Linked DNA regions of Anas platyrhynchos: region 2 is linked to region 1. The links are chromatin contacts, called in public Hi-C maps. All regions are on one chromosome and are shown on one strand. The core of a region is the stretch at or near the end of the contact, and the rest is flanking DNA. Distances in the headings are between cores, read along the strand shown. Region 1 has its middle 60 kb from the start of HEPH. Region 2 overlaps LOC119717944 (adrenodoxin).

Evidence for each region. Hi-C and Micro-C count contacts between places; a contact is called where the count stands out from the background.
Region 2: a contact with region 1 is called in a Hi-C map of subcutaneous adipose tissue, with 2.3 times the contacts expected there. The contact joins two enhancer-like sites. A contact is called at or near these places in 4 of 8 Hi-C or Micro-C datasets (F5 follicle, liver, skeletal muscle and 1 more).

The regions. Positions count from the first base shown.
Region 1 is chr10:24,811,828-24,819,035 of IASCAAS_PekinDuck_T2T, forward strand. No RefSeq gene overlaps it. Among named protein-coding and RNA genes, the nearest start is that of HEPH, 60 kb to the left of the region's middle. Within about 2 kb of position 4,529, at least 5 of the 8 cell types and tissues checked have an H3K27ac peak or open chromatin away from gene starts, as enhancers often do. A contact at or near this core is called in subcutaneous adipose tissue, where this site is marked.
Region 2 is chr10:24,896,698-24,903,905 of IASCAAS_PekinDuck_T2T, forward strand. It overlaps LOC119717944 (adrenodoxin), which reads right to left. Exons shown (of 6, transcript XM_038184644.2): 3 at 2,700-2,824; 4 at 2,021-2,150; 5 at 1,618-1,773; 6 at 1-601. The coding sequence ends at 1,653. Among named protein-coding and RNA genes, the nearest start is that of MSN, 55 kb to the right of the region's middle. Within about 2 kb of position 3,589, at least 6 of the 8 cell types and tissues checked have an H3K27ac peak or open chromatin away from gene starts, as enhancers often do. A contact at or near this core is called in subcutaneous adipose tissue, where this site is marked.

The DNA.
Region 1 (7,208 bases), core at 3,279-5,778:
TCTCAAGACATGTTTGCCAACAGCTAGCAGTGCCAGTGTGATGAAGACTTTGTTATCCTTCTTACAGGACTGATCTTCTCACTCCCAATGCTCAGCTGCTATCTTTCCAATTTTTGCCTCACAGGTTTCCCTTCCCAGCTTCCCCAATTCTGTCCTGGCTCTACAGCCAAACCGCACAGAGATCCTCCTGCTAATGCAGGCCCCAGCAGCAAATGCTAGAGGATCTCCAGCAGCTTTCAGTTACATTATCAGCATGCTTGGTCTGCAGCCACATATTTATTATGCTTCTGCAGTTCTGTCCAAATGCCTGATCTGGAAAACACACATGTCTGTGAGCAACTGTGTACTCTGAGTTCCTTGGGACTGCTCACAGGCTACTTCTGAGTCTACATGTGGATGCCAGGGAGACCAGCTTCCCTGCTAAAAGCAAAACTTGGCCCTTGTGCTGAGGGATAGTTAGATAATGAGCAATACAGTTACTCTCAAGTTCCTCTTTCATCTGCCTGTGTTTTAAAATATATAATAAAAGAGGAATGGAAAGGTCTGGTTGGTTTTGCTTTGGTTTTAATTGGAGGAAAGAAACAGGCTTGTTCATGTAGTTTGTATAGTTTTTTTCCTAGGTTTCTTTTTCACTCTCCCTTTCTCCTGCTTCTACCCAAAAGGCTTTGAAATGGGTCACCTTTGAGGTGAACTATGGAAAGAAAAAAATGGCAGATATTGTATTTCCACTCTTTGTGGGAATGCAATACAGAGGAGACTGGGAGACTTATTACAAGTCTCATGATTTTGTCCTGCTCATTTTTGTGTCACCTGGCTGCACCTGATAGCAAGCCTTGCAAATCTAGGAAAAAAATCACCCTGAAAAATGCTCTTTAGATATTTCATGCTCCCCTTGGGTGGTTACACAAATTATTGCCGACTTTACATGTCCAGAGCAAGAAACAGGCTGATAAAAAACAGTAATGAAACTGTACCAGTGTAAAAAGCAGCAAGATCATTTCACATCCAACAAAAAGGCACAAGGGCATGACTGCAAACTTTGTGTTAGGAGCTGGGATTCTTCACTACCAACCTGCAATGAATCCCTTGTCTGCAATCTGCGCTACCATCCAAATCAGCTAGCTAACTGAAGTTTATTCAGTTATGTCAGCATGAGCTTCTGTCAGACTTCCTAGCAAATGTACCAACACAGACCTTTAACCTTGCAGCGGGTTGATCTAGTGCCCCTCTCCCGCCAGGATGCTTTTCTTCACACTGCACCTAATTGCCGTGCAGTCCTGCAGACCCATATTGATATATAAGGTGGATGTTTCACTGCAAAGCTGACTTCCTCTGTAGCTTACAAATGTCACCACACTACCCTACTCAGTGCAATAGCCTTGAAATTGCACTCAATATTTCCCAATCAAGCTAGCTTTTTCAGTACATTTGCAGCATGCAGCTCTGTGGCCTGCTCTGGGAAGAGGAAGAAGGGAGGTAGAGAAGCCGGGTGGATTACAGATGGCCAACAAATACCATCTCAGAGGTCTTTACACGTTGTTCCCCAAAGCACAAAATTGTCTTGGAAAACAACACAAAAAAGTGGCTAAAATGGGTCACAGAGACAGTCTGATTAGAACACAGTAAGTTATTTTGCATTTTAGTTTCAAGTTACTGTACTTTTTACCTGTCATAAAAGAAGCCATAAAGAATTAGCAGGTTTGTACTGGACACAGACACATTCAGGCTCATTCTACATCTTCACTGCTCTGTATTCATTAATCTTAACTGAGTTAGTAAAGGCCAGATGAATGCTGAGTTTGCACCACTAGTCAGTGTACCCTCACAGGACAGCAGGAGATTTTCCCTTGGGACAATTCATTGCATAAATATCTTCAAAGCCAACATGCTCCTCTTGATGAAGCAATTAAAGCTATATAGACCAAATCAGGCCTGATGACGATCATCAGTGGCTGCCTTTCATTTTAGTTTTCTCATACAACCCAGTTCTGCCATCCTGCAGCATCCAGAATTGAGACCAACAGTTTCTACACCACTATTCCAAGTGATGCAAAAACAAATTATTTCTATATCAAACTAAAGAATACCAAACCACTCTCACTCAGATTCTCCTCTCATGTGAAGAGTGCTATTTGCCCCTGTACTGGCTATTTTCAGTATCATTTTCAATTTACTTGCCTCCATCCGTGGGTCTTGGGGAGCTTTCAGATTAAATCCCAATGAGCCAGTCACTGTGAACTTTCTCCTGAGCTGTCTCTGAGCAGCAGTTGCTGATGTACCCTGCGGGCAGCACAGTGTCAGTGCCTGAGGCTCTAAAGAAGACAGGAACGCACACTCCAGCAGTCAGAGCTGAGCACAGCACTTGGTGATTTCTCCAAATGTCACTGAACTCTTACACTTCTCCATGTTACAGGTGGTGTATGGCCAAAGCTGAGAGGTCCAGTGTGAGCCTAGCATAAATGTGTACATGGGGGAAAAAAACAAAACAAAACAAAACAAAACACAAACAAACAAACAAACAAAAACAGTACAAAGAGGGTCATTCGCATGAGTGACCATACCACTATGAGAGGTGGGGAGAGGAGGAGAAGGGAGGCCAGGAGCAATTCTGAGCCTTACATCTGGAAGCACTTACAGACCTGGATCGTCCAGGGAGTGGGAGGGGATGAGTGCTGTCAACCTCCAGAAGACAGAGGATGAAGCCACAGCTTAGTTCTAGGCACAAAACAAAAAACAAACAAACAAATAAAAAGCACACCTACACCAATGCAGGAAAAAAAATGACAACCATTTCTTAAAGGCAGTACAAGACGGAGGAGCTGTAGATGATACATGAGCTGTAAATGATGGAGGAGCTCACTGGGGAGACCCTCCTGTGACAAAGGCCTTTAACCCCTGCAGCAGGCCTCGGGAAGAATCTCTTTGGCCAGCAAGCTAGGTTAGAGACATTGCATCCTTGCCACCAGTCTGCCTGTGGACATAAGACTTCACCGCTAGTCTGCCTGTTTGCTAGTTCCTCCTGCAAAACAGACACTCGGGTAAACTCTGCCTCTCTGGCTAACCTGAGCTTTGAGTCATATGAAGATACTGTTTCCATTTTGAATCCTTACTTCATTCAAAAAAGAGAAAAAAAATAATCATGCTACATGGACCTTCCATTTTGCTGTAAATGTTATCTCCCTCCCTTCCTGCCCCCTTCTCAGGCAGGCACACAGTGGTAAGAATCAGAGGCTGGGCTCCAAATGGAGGATGTTTCTGTTCGTGGTTGATTATGTGTTTGTCACTTTTATTTTAGACTTCTGGTAAAGGAAAGAGAGGGAGAGAGAGAGAAGGGCACAAACCAAGAGGCTCAAAGCTGTTTTTCAGATGGACAGTGACAGATAAGAAAACCCCACTAACTGTCACAGTCGCTGAATGACCCAAAAGACATTCTGTACAGCATACACTATTAATAATAGTAGTATAAAATGAACAATAGCAGTGTAAATATTGTAATTCCAAAGAAGTAGAAAAAGGGTGTCAGGCAGAGGTCAAGTGGGTTCAGGTAGCTTGAGTCCATTCCTACTCCACATCAATTAGTACGCCTAGATTTTTATATGAGGAGAGGAAAACCAGACCGTCTTTTGTTTTCCCCAAGTCTGCCATCCCATTCTGCAGAGACCAGTTCTCTGTTCACGTGCTAAGAATCATAACCTCGCCTAGAGGTTTTGCTTCAAAATAAGCTCATATTGCAGCTATCTATCTCCTTAATTCCACCACATCTTCGAAAAATAAAGCCATATTTTCCTGTATTTGCTCCCTCGAAGGACTATGTTTTCTCTTGCAGTAATCTTGTTATGTGGCTAGGCAAAGAATAAGTCTTACTCTGGGTAAGACTTTGATAGACTATCTCTTAAAGAAATGTGGATCTGTAAAGATCTATTTTATTCACTGCTGATGTCAGTGCACTTACTGCATACACATTATCCTTATTAACAGAATCCTGCCCTAGAATACTAAGAAAACAGCCATGGATGCACCTTTTTTTTCTTTAGTAGCAGAATTTTTTAACAAGCATGTAAGTTATCAAAAAGCCAGGATTGTGCTGATTCTCTCCCCACAAGAGATTGTGCTTTGGATACTAATCATCATCTTTTACTGATCATGATAAGCTACCTTTCTCTGCATGCTACGTTCAGAAACAATGCATTAGCCAAGTTTCTCTGCTGCCAGTTTCTGGTGATCTTATCAGATTAACACCCTGGGTAAAGAGCATGTCTGGTTGCTACACGGCATAACAAGCAAAGGTCTGTGTTAAACTTGCACACTCTCATGCTGTGGCTATTGGAGGATCTGAACTATACCAGGCCTTTTCTGGCATGGGAGTGCATAAGGAAAAGCAGCTTTGCGGAGCAGTATTCCGATATGGTCGTTGCTCAAGGGGCCATTGCTGGCAAAAGTACTTAGAAAAGTCAGGAAAGAAAAATGCATCAGGACTTTTAAGTTCAGAGATACTAATTCTGACAGGCTTCTGAGTCACAGATAACTGGAGAATGGAAGTGCACTATGCAGATACCAGTTACTCTGTTCTTCAGTTCTTTCCTTGGCATGTGCTGTTGGCAAACCCTAAGTGATAGGGTGCCAGCTTGGCTGGCCCCTTGTCTGACCTCAGGCAGATGCTCTGCTGTTCAGTTAAGCCTCAGACACAACTGCAGAAACAACACGAGACCAACAGTACCAGGAATGCCTGTAATACCAAAATGGGGCATTTATCAGTCCTGCACTCGCACAGGCCTGCAGGCAGCCACCACAGTGTCGCCAAGATGCCAGCTTTTGCTGCTCTTGGACCCTCTGCTTTGGGCTTCCGGGAGGAGAGATGTGTAGCTTATCACTCGCCCTCCTTTTAGCACACAGAGGGCATTTCAACACCGCTGCCTTTGCTTGCATAGTCATTGTCGTAGGGAAGTATGTGACCGCTGGGCTCCAGCTCGCAGCTAGCATGCCGTGTTGCTCAACAGTGACGGTTGGGTTTACATCAGCCATCGCCCTCTGTGGCAATGAAGCGCTTCCCCAGCACAGAGCAGCTTGTCAGCTGCAGAAACCATTGTAACAGAACAAAAGGGGGGGTCGCTGTACAGCATATGCCTGTGCCTCAATCCATCAGGCATGCTGCTGGGCATCCCTGTAACCACTGGATCAAACCTGTCCTGCTTGGACATGGAAGGTCTTTGCAGCTGTTCTCCCCAAAGCTGTTCCTCTCCCACCCTACCCCTAAATACCTCTCGTATCAGGACCACCTGCTTCATCAGACCGCTTCACAGTGGGGCAAGAAAGACCCAAACAAAATTGTGCTGGTATAATTGCTAACAAGTTTCAAAAGAGTAGGAGCCTTTTTTTACTGTATGTATTTCCTTGACTGGCTGTTACATTTCCCAGCCTTCCTAAGGAGAAAAGTACAGAAAGAAAGATCACAGATCATAACCTGGGCAGTTCTTTCCTTCCTTTAAGGCTCATAAGAGAATATTCATTAAATTGTATGCCTCCACACTCTAGCTGACCCGGGATGGACCCACCAAACAGACCAAAATATCTCCAGCACCCAGTATCTATTTCCAGCACATCTTTCCTTGTGTGAAGGAGTTCTTGAGACATTCCAGGGCATTTTCCATGCCAGGGAAATTCCATCAGCACATCTCTTCACACTGGAATGTTTCTCAGGCTATTGCCCACAGCAGGGATGCAGGCTGAAATGCCAGCACGTAGTCATCAAGAATTTCTCCACCTTTCCCAGAGCATCTGAGTTGTTTGACATCATTTACTCATTCAGATATGAATCAAAGACTCCTTCAAGCAACAGCATAGAAAATGAAAAGAAGTTCTATTGAGCCTAATGGCTTAATCTTATCCCATGATGTGAGTGAACTTTTGAAAACCCCAGTCTGAAAAGTTCAAATATATAAGTACAAAAATGACTCTTTTACAAGCAGCTTATGGAGCATCGCACAAGTCCATCAAGTTATATAAAAAGAATATTTTAAGCAGCCAGTGATTTTACACAACCTTATCCAGACTGTGAACTTGCACATTCGGCACCAAGAGAGACACAAAATTGCCCATCTGAGCACATTGCCTGAGCAAGGTATTAGTGTCAGAGCACCAATTACCCTGCTGAGCAGGTTACGATGCCACCAGGCGATTAGGCTGCCTGTAGGCTGTCTGCAGGGCAGGCTGGGAGGTCTTAATAGGGTCATGCCTGTTCTCATGGCCTCCTGTCACAGACTGGGTAAATATGGATGTTGAATCTTAAAACTGTTCTACCGAGCATCACTTCTACGCGCTATATTAAGGCTTTACCTAAAGATTTGTAGCTTTTAGTAGATACGAGACCAAATCTAGAGTGACTGATACATGAAAGTGCCTCCACGGCAGGGAACATGCTTTGCACCCAAAGCCACTGCTCCGTGCTCACATTACTAATTGCTCTGGCCTCCTCTAGGATTGTATTTCCATTGCCCTCCTTCTGTCTCCATGCCCCAAACAATCTGCACATCCAGCAGAGCTCTTAAAGCACACAGGGCCCACCTCTGGCTGCCACCTGGCTCTTGGCGGTGGTCAGTGGAAAAAGCACGCGCGCCTGTAGCGAGATGAGCGGGCACCGGCAGGCGGCCAGACCCGACCGGTGCTCACAGAGCGTTTCAGGAGGGGAGGCCCAAGACGAGCGCGCTCCTTGAAATCTCGAGGGAGAACCCGAAACGACCGCGAGGCGCCCCCGCTCCGAGGGCTGCGGGGCCGGGCGGTGAGGGCGGCAGGGCCCCGCTCCGCCGCGGGGTGGCGCTGCCGCCCAACGCCAGCCGCGAGCCCCGCGCCGCGCCGGGCTGCAGCGCGGCTCTGGGCGCAGCGCAGCCGCTGCCCCCCCTGGCTGTGCGTTAACGGGGCCGCTACGCGGGGGCACGGGGCGGCTCCTGGCCGGTGCCGTGCGGAGCGGGCTGCTCGCTGAGCGTGCCGAAGGAGTCCGGCTGCCTTCGCTGCCTCGGGTGGCCGGCTGCTTGGCAGAGCCCCTTTTTCCATGACGGGCGGTGCTGTGGGAACTGCATGGGAACATTCTTTGCAATCCTGGGCTTACAATCTCTCCAGGGAAAGAGCTGCTGGTCTGAAAAATACAAGGGCGACTTTTCAGTCTGGGGTTGGATTTTGTTTTTAAAGTTCGTGTAAAAATAATGCAAATAAAG
Region 2 (7,208 bases), core at 2,339-4,838, 84 kb after region 1:
GCAAATGGATAGTGGCAGAATCAGGGAGACATGAAGAGGTACTGAAACTGGTGGCTTCACTGCTTTCATTTAACCTCTTTTACAACCTATGGTAAGTCACAAGCAAGTGTTCAGCACCAGAAAAATCCCCCCATTGTAAACCTTTGTCTTAGTCTCCCAGCATAAAACTTTGTATGGATTTTTGCACAGTGAATGGACCAGAGAGGAAACCAAAGTTTGTACCTGGGGATATACAGGATGTCACTCTTCACCTGTGAGCCCCACACTGACACTGGACTACGCTTAGAGTGGCAGAACTCATGTCAACATTACTCCTGCCCTAGGGAAAGGTATGGAGGTAGCAGCTGAAATCAAACATGGATAACTGCTCTGAGCCTTCCAATACAGAGCTAGTCATGACTCAGTGTAAGAGATTGAGGAAAGAACAGAAATAAAACGAAGTCAAGGAAATTCAGGTTCAAGTCGCATCCTCTTCCCTTCTGCTTGCTGTTTCACGAGTCGCTGATGTAGAGCGAGCTCCACCTGGTGTCTGGTTGTTCAGATGCAATCTGACACTGAGACGCTGCATAGTGTTGGCATTTTGATGCTAGAGACCAAAAAGCTGTGGGAGGGGAGAAGATTATAAAAATTAAAAATAAATAAATAATGCCCAAGACAATTATGAACACCCTAATATCAGCTAAAAGTACTTTAAATTTATGAGCCTTTTATGCAGTTAATACCTTGCCTAAGAACAGTAGATTGCTTATTTAAATTGGCTGCTAAGTACAGCCTGGGTTATAATTAAGTCTGTAGCAAAATGCTGGAAAACTCAATTGTGTGTCATGGATTCTCTAAAGCATTCATACTTCACATATTTGCTTAAACATAAGGAGGAAAAAAAGTCACAAACTGAGACAACAGATTATTCCACCTAAATTACCTTTAAACTGATTGGACTTAAACCAGGTTGATGTTACCAGGAAAGTACAGGTCTAAAAGCCTGAGTAGTAGAATTCTGACATACACAATAATACAAAAATTTATTATTTGGAAAAATTATTAGATCATGGCACATAATTCAGTGACATGTAACATCTCAAATTTATAGAAAGTGGTTCATTCTTACAGGAAACAAATATTTATCAGTATGTCCTTGTGATCCATACTCAGTTTGTTTATGTCATCAAGTGAAACAGCACACTGTCTTGCATTGGGAACAACTATTTCTTCGCAAGCTTCCCAAACTGGGAAAAATCTGCTCCAGTTAAATAGCCAAGCCTTACAAAATTTCCAGAAGTTATTTAGAGAATAGCAGGTTTCCCTAAATTTAAAAGGGGAGAGTGATTCACACACAGCACAGATGTTTACTGTCACCCACCCAAGGAAACCTAAAGCCATATATTTTCATCCAGTTGCTTCAGCAGAGCACAAAAGCAAACACTTAAAGATACTAGGATATTAAGTACGTGTTTTATTTAAAGAAAAGCTTTATTTAAAGAAGAGCTTTCAATCAACCTTTATTTAAAGAAGAGATTTGCTGAACAGTCGTACATACTAAGTCAGACTTCCATTGTCTACTGCAAGCCAGCCCCAAAGACCACCAGTGTTAACCAAAAGCAAAGTGCCCTGCCACACCTAAAGGAAGTGGGTTGGGCAGGAGTCGTTTCCAGTTACTGTTTGCTTTGCTTTCCGACCTCCAGCTGCCTCCTGATGTCTGATACCTCCATGGGGACCTGCACCGTCAGACCATCCATCGACTTCTTAATGCGCACCTGGCAACCAAGGCGAGATCTGAGAAGAAAAAAATTAAGTGAGGTTCATCAGTTCCCACAGTAAGGGAAGAAATTCCTAACCCACGTCGGAATGTCTGGTCCAGGCTTGCTTTTCATGAAAGTTCCTGTTAAAGATAAAAGACACAAGAGAAAGCAGCTCTACAGGCATAATTGCAATACAGGATAAATCCTGTCTCCTTGGAAATAGGTGCTGAGTTTCTGTCTGAGAGGTTTGAGTATCTACTGCAATCAGTAGGGATGCTTACGTCTCAGTGAGTCCATATGCCAAGTCCAGCATGTCCATCTCTTCATCTGAGATGGCATCCAGCTTTTGAAAGGTATCCTTCTCAAAGATGAGGTGACAGGTGGAGCAGGCTAATGTCCCTTCACATGCACCTGGTGCAGAAGTGGGGGGAATAACAGCAAATCAGAAAAAAAAGATGGTAAAGGGTGATCATCTTTGGAAACACTAGGAGGAAGTGTCCTTTAACAGATCTAGAGCATGTCAAAATAGATGCCGGAAGACAAAATAGATGGAGGCAGACTTCAGCCTGCCTCTGCTTTGAGAGGATCGCATCAGTTTTCAAATTCATACTTCAATTCCAACCAACCACAGTACCACTGAAATCCTAGCAGCCAGAGGGTTGAAGTCACACTGCCACGTCAGTGCAGTAAGCCAGCCCAAGCAAGCAGCTGTTGGGGAAGAGAAGCTTGCCAGTGGGTGGATACAAATTAGGGCTCCAAGCTTAAGTAATTTGAGTAAGCTGACTGAAAAGCAAAAGTGCTGATGACCAAATTAGCAAAGGAAGCATATGCATCCTCCCTGTGCTCCATGCTCTCACCAGAGCACAGTAGCATGTGTACAGTTGTACTATTCCCAGGTATTCACTGGTCAAAGCACAAACGCAGAACTCTTAAGAGTACATACCCTTCTGCAACACCTACCAAATCCATCAATGGCCAAGTTTTGATTGACTACCACTTCTAGCAAACTCTCCCCTTCTTTGGCTGTGGTTGTAAGTCGCTCTCCATCCCGATTTATAAAATGCACTGTCACCTGGTCTGCAGAGCTGTAATAAAAATATGCAAAAGAAAAAAAAACCATCAGAGGAACCTACTTTCTTCTGCACATCCATTGCTGAGGTCTTTTGTCTGAACACTAGAGCCACAGCATTCAGAGGTAAATGTGTATACAAATAATGTTTCCAGAAGGATTATGCTACATGTGCTGAAAAACTTTAAGGTTGTTGGTTCTCAGTGGAAATAGACAAACTAGAACAGTTCAAAAATGAGCTGACCAGAATATTTTCCATTTTACCAAACTTCCCTCAAAATACATGTTGGCTGTGAGTCAACAAGTGCAGATGTTCTGCACTGACTCTGCTTGGTCTGGCTGGCAGAGGAAGCGTTTGTAGACAAAGAAAGCATTTGCAGCTCCTGGAGCCTGGGATGTAATCCTGGTTGGAGTAATAAAGTCTTTAGGATCAGTTACTAATAATGAAATAAGGGATGCTGTCATTCACATGGTGCTTCCCAAGGGGATTACTTGCTGACTACTCCTTTTCTGCTCTTTGTTCTTTCATGAAGCACCCACTCTTTTCCTGAACTCGGTCTCAGGGAGCCTTGTTGTGATGAGACATGCTTAGCCCCAGTTTACAGAACAACCATGCTGAATAACCTTCTCTGAGCTAACACAATCCTTGTTCGTGAGAAACCACTAGTCGTATTGACAGCCTGCAGAATTTAATCTGGTAGTGTGTTAAGGACAAGGCCACCAGCATTGCTCAGCGCTGACTTGCAGAAACTGTGTCTACAAACAAGGAAACAGCATCCACCTCACCTCCTCCAGACCAGGCCCTCCCTACCAGTGTGGAGGCTGCCACCCTGAAGAGCAGTGTCAGGGATTTCTCAACAAGACTGTGTATTCTGAGACTATCTGTTTTATTTGTCATGGAAAGCACCAAGCAACAGCAATCCTTCTTAGTGCCCGTACCCAAACGGTCATGTAGGAGCAGGAGGTCCCAGTTATCTCAAACCCTACCTCCTGTGCTGACACTGGGCAGCACCCCAGCAGCAGTGGGTATTTTGTTCAGTATCTCAGTGTGGCACTGCCTAAGTGCCCATCATCTCAAAGTCCAGGACACTGTCCAGTGGCAGAAGCTGGGTCACATTCTTCCATGAGGCCAGCAATGGCCAGCAATGGGAGAGCCATAGCTCTCCCCCACACCTCTGGTATACTTCTGAGGACTGGAAGTGTCAGTGTTGCCCACATGGCCTTTCTGCTGTCATTTCTGACATCAGAAGAAAGAACTATGGCCCTGAAGTGAGAACAGGCCAAGTTTACAATCCCCTGATGTCCTACTTAGATGAGGATGAATGAAGCAACAATCACCTTTTTCCAATAAAGGTGTTGCTTGGAACACTCAGTAAAGCTTGGTAAAATTACTTTCCTGGAAGCCCTGGGGCTACTGAAACATGAAGCAAGTGTGGCTCAGAGCTCTGAGAATTTCTAATATTATGGCCTGATTTTTAGCAATTTGCTGTACACAATGAATACAAGCTGTCACTGCCAAAAAAAAAAAAAAAAGACACATTACAGCAAATCCTCTGGCCAAGGAAGCATGACAGCACCTACACTCCTTGTGCTGAGCATCCTCATGAAAGTCACAGAGATGAGGAGGAAGAATTGGTTGAATGGGTTCTGTGTCTGAGATAGCAACAGCAGCAGCAACTGGAAGGACTTAACCTGTCTGCTCATCCCTCTCTGCTCTGAGGCAGATGAAAATGAAATGTGCAAAGATCGCTGCTCATGTAAATTAAGAAAGAGCAAAAGGAATTGCTCAGACTTGATTCTTATATATTTCTGTACTTAAGGGAAATCAGCACAGTTGGAGTACAGGGGATGTATCCAGCTGAACAGGACACAGGAAAGAAATCCTGTAAAAATGTAATGGAGAAAAGAGATTTTTTTTTTTTTTTTTCAAGTTTGCAGGTCAGTTTATCCCCCTTCCCATAAATCACAGTCACCATATAGGTCTAATCCCCTTTACCTGCTAACAAGTCGTTGCAGGATATCTCTGAGTGACTCAAGATTCCGTCACTTAAATTGCTGACATACAGATTGTATCAGCAAGCCTACAGGAATAGCAAATTTCAAATAATTCTCACTTTGGAAAGGTGGTCCTATTTCACTGAAATTTAGAAGTGGAGAGAAGAGATTAATATTCTTGCATTCTCTGATCTTTTTTCAGCTGTGGCTTGATTCAGTTAAAAAGAACGGAACACAGGGGCCACTGTACCTTCATGTGAGGAGATCAGCTTCCTGTTTTTCAGAAAGCTTAGTCAGAAAACAATGCCTGGGTCATTGGTCTGTGACAGGGTCCCCTGGTTATGAAAACAGCTGTGAAGTTAGCACTAAGGCTGTGCTGCAGTGGGAAGTTTCCCATACACAGAAAGAAAAGATCATCGTGTTGCAGTCACATGACCAAGCAGGACCCCCTATTTGACAAAGCAGTCAAAGAACATCTCCAAGACATTTCAGTCTCCTTCATAACAAGACCCACAAACATTTCTCTGTAAATAAGCAATAAATAAGTCTAGTTCTCAATTGTCAGAACAAAGCAAAAACACCCTTCCTCTATTTTGATGAATTGGACCCATTTGTTTTTATTTATCTATTTACTTTTAAATCACAAATATCCAGGTTTCCCTTCAAAATTTGTTTTACAGCTATGGGTGAAATAATTTGTTACACAATAGGTATGGTAAAATCATAGGACTTCACTTACTGCTACAACTCGACATATTTATCACAACGATTATAGAAGGCAGCCGCCTGCAAGCACAGACTTCTGGATTCAACAGTCCCCAAAACTGCACAGAGACTTATGCATAGAAAAATCAATTCATATTATCTTGAAGGCAACCTGAATCTTGAGCCGACATCCATACCAGAAGGATCCCTGCACTTGGGATCCCGCAAATGCTAGGGGAATTCATTCCCTGCAGTTGCAGGGGTTTTAGTTGTTGCCACCAGTTAAATGAGCCATGAGAGAGCAGAGTTGCAGCCTGGGAAAGCACACAGGGTATTCACTTAGATACAAGAAAGTACAGATGCTATTGTCATTGATCCCCTGCATGACTTTGGACAAGCCTGGGTGTAGCAATTTACCGGTTTAGAGAACAACATAGGGATGATGACAAACACTTCTAGACCATTACGTAGAAAGCACCTGTAAGCATCTTCTGCTGGCTGTAGGGGAAACTTAAGTTGCTTGTGTTTTTAATATAGATGCCTTTGTTGGGGGCATAAACCCAACCTGATTAGTCCCAATTTTTACTGTTCAGTTATCTCCTGTAAATCCACTCGTACTGGCCTAGTCATCTTCATATTCCCCTGAACTAGTCTCAGTCTCAAGTCTCCTCTGGTGGACTCCTGCTTTGGGCACCCAAGGTTTCAGGAGAAACAGGAAAGAAAACATATCTTTTGTTTTCTATTTAGCATTTGATTTTGTTTGAAGTTGGTTTCAAAAATACCAATAAAATAAATCACAAAGAAAAAAAATCCTTTCACATTTTGCTAATAATTTTGAACCAAGATTTTGAAAACAACTCAGAATTGATGAGACCGACTTTTGCTTTGTTTAGGCTGAACTATTTTACAATGGCATTACTGTCAGGCACATTCAGGGCTTTGGAAAGATGTCATCCAGACATAACCTCAGCCCTGCAAATTCAGCACATGCCAACTGATTACTCCCCTTTAAAAGTCTTAAACTTCCTGTGACAAAGAGAGCTAGTGGAGGGGTTCAAAGATGGTGTTTCTTCTCCTTGACAGTGTTTTTCCCTAAAAGATTCTCTCCATATAGGGCATATACTGCCAGCAATAACTTCATATGCAACAAAGAAATTAGAAAGAAAACCCATTGATAATGAGACTTCATAAATCCCATTAAGTAGGATTATCAGCATAATTTTTCAGGAAGAACGTGCCAGGAAGACATGAGAGCTTATAGTGGGGCTTCCAATGACCTAGAGAGGGTGTTTTGCTCCCTGGGACTGCAGAAAACATTAGCTCCCCACTCCACCTTTCCAGCAGCAGGTACGTGAAACCTGAGAGAATCTGCAATTCCCAGAGTAACCCAGCAGTCATTCCAATTTCTGCCCAGCTGACTGACCTGCTATGCCTACCATCCCCATTCCTCAAAGGCTCATGACTGGACCCCAGCAGTCTATGGACTCATATGTCACATTGTCATCTCTATGCCACTAGCTGTAGCCTCTGTGGCTCCAGAGGCAGGGGAGCTACACCTCTCACATCAGCTCCCTGTACCATCTTCATCTCATCAGCATCTGCTTAGACTACGCTTCCTCATTCACCACCCCTTTACAGGTCATGTTTTGTACCAGCCTCTCCTCTCTCTTCTGTGGGGTGAGGTAGAGGTCAGTGCATTT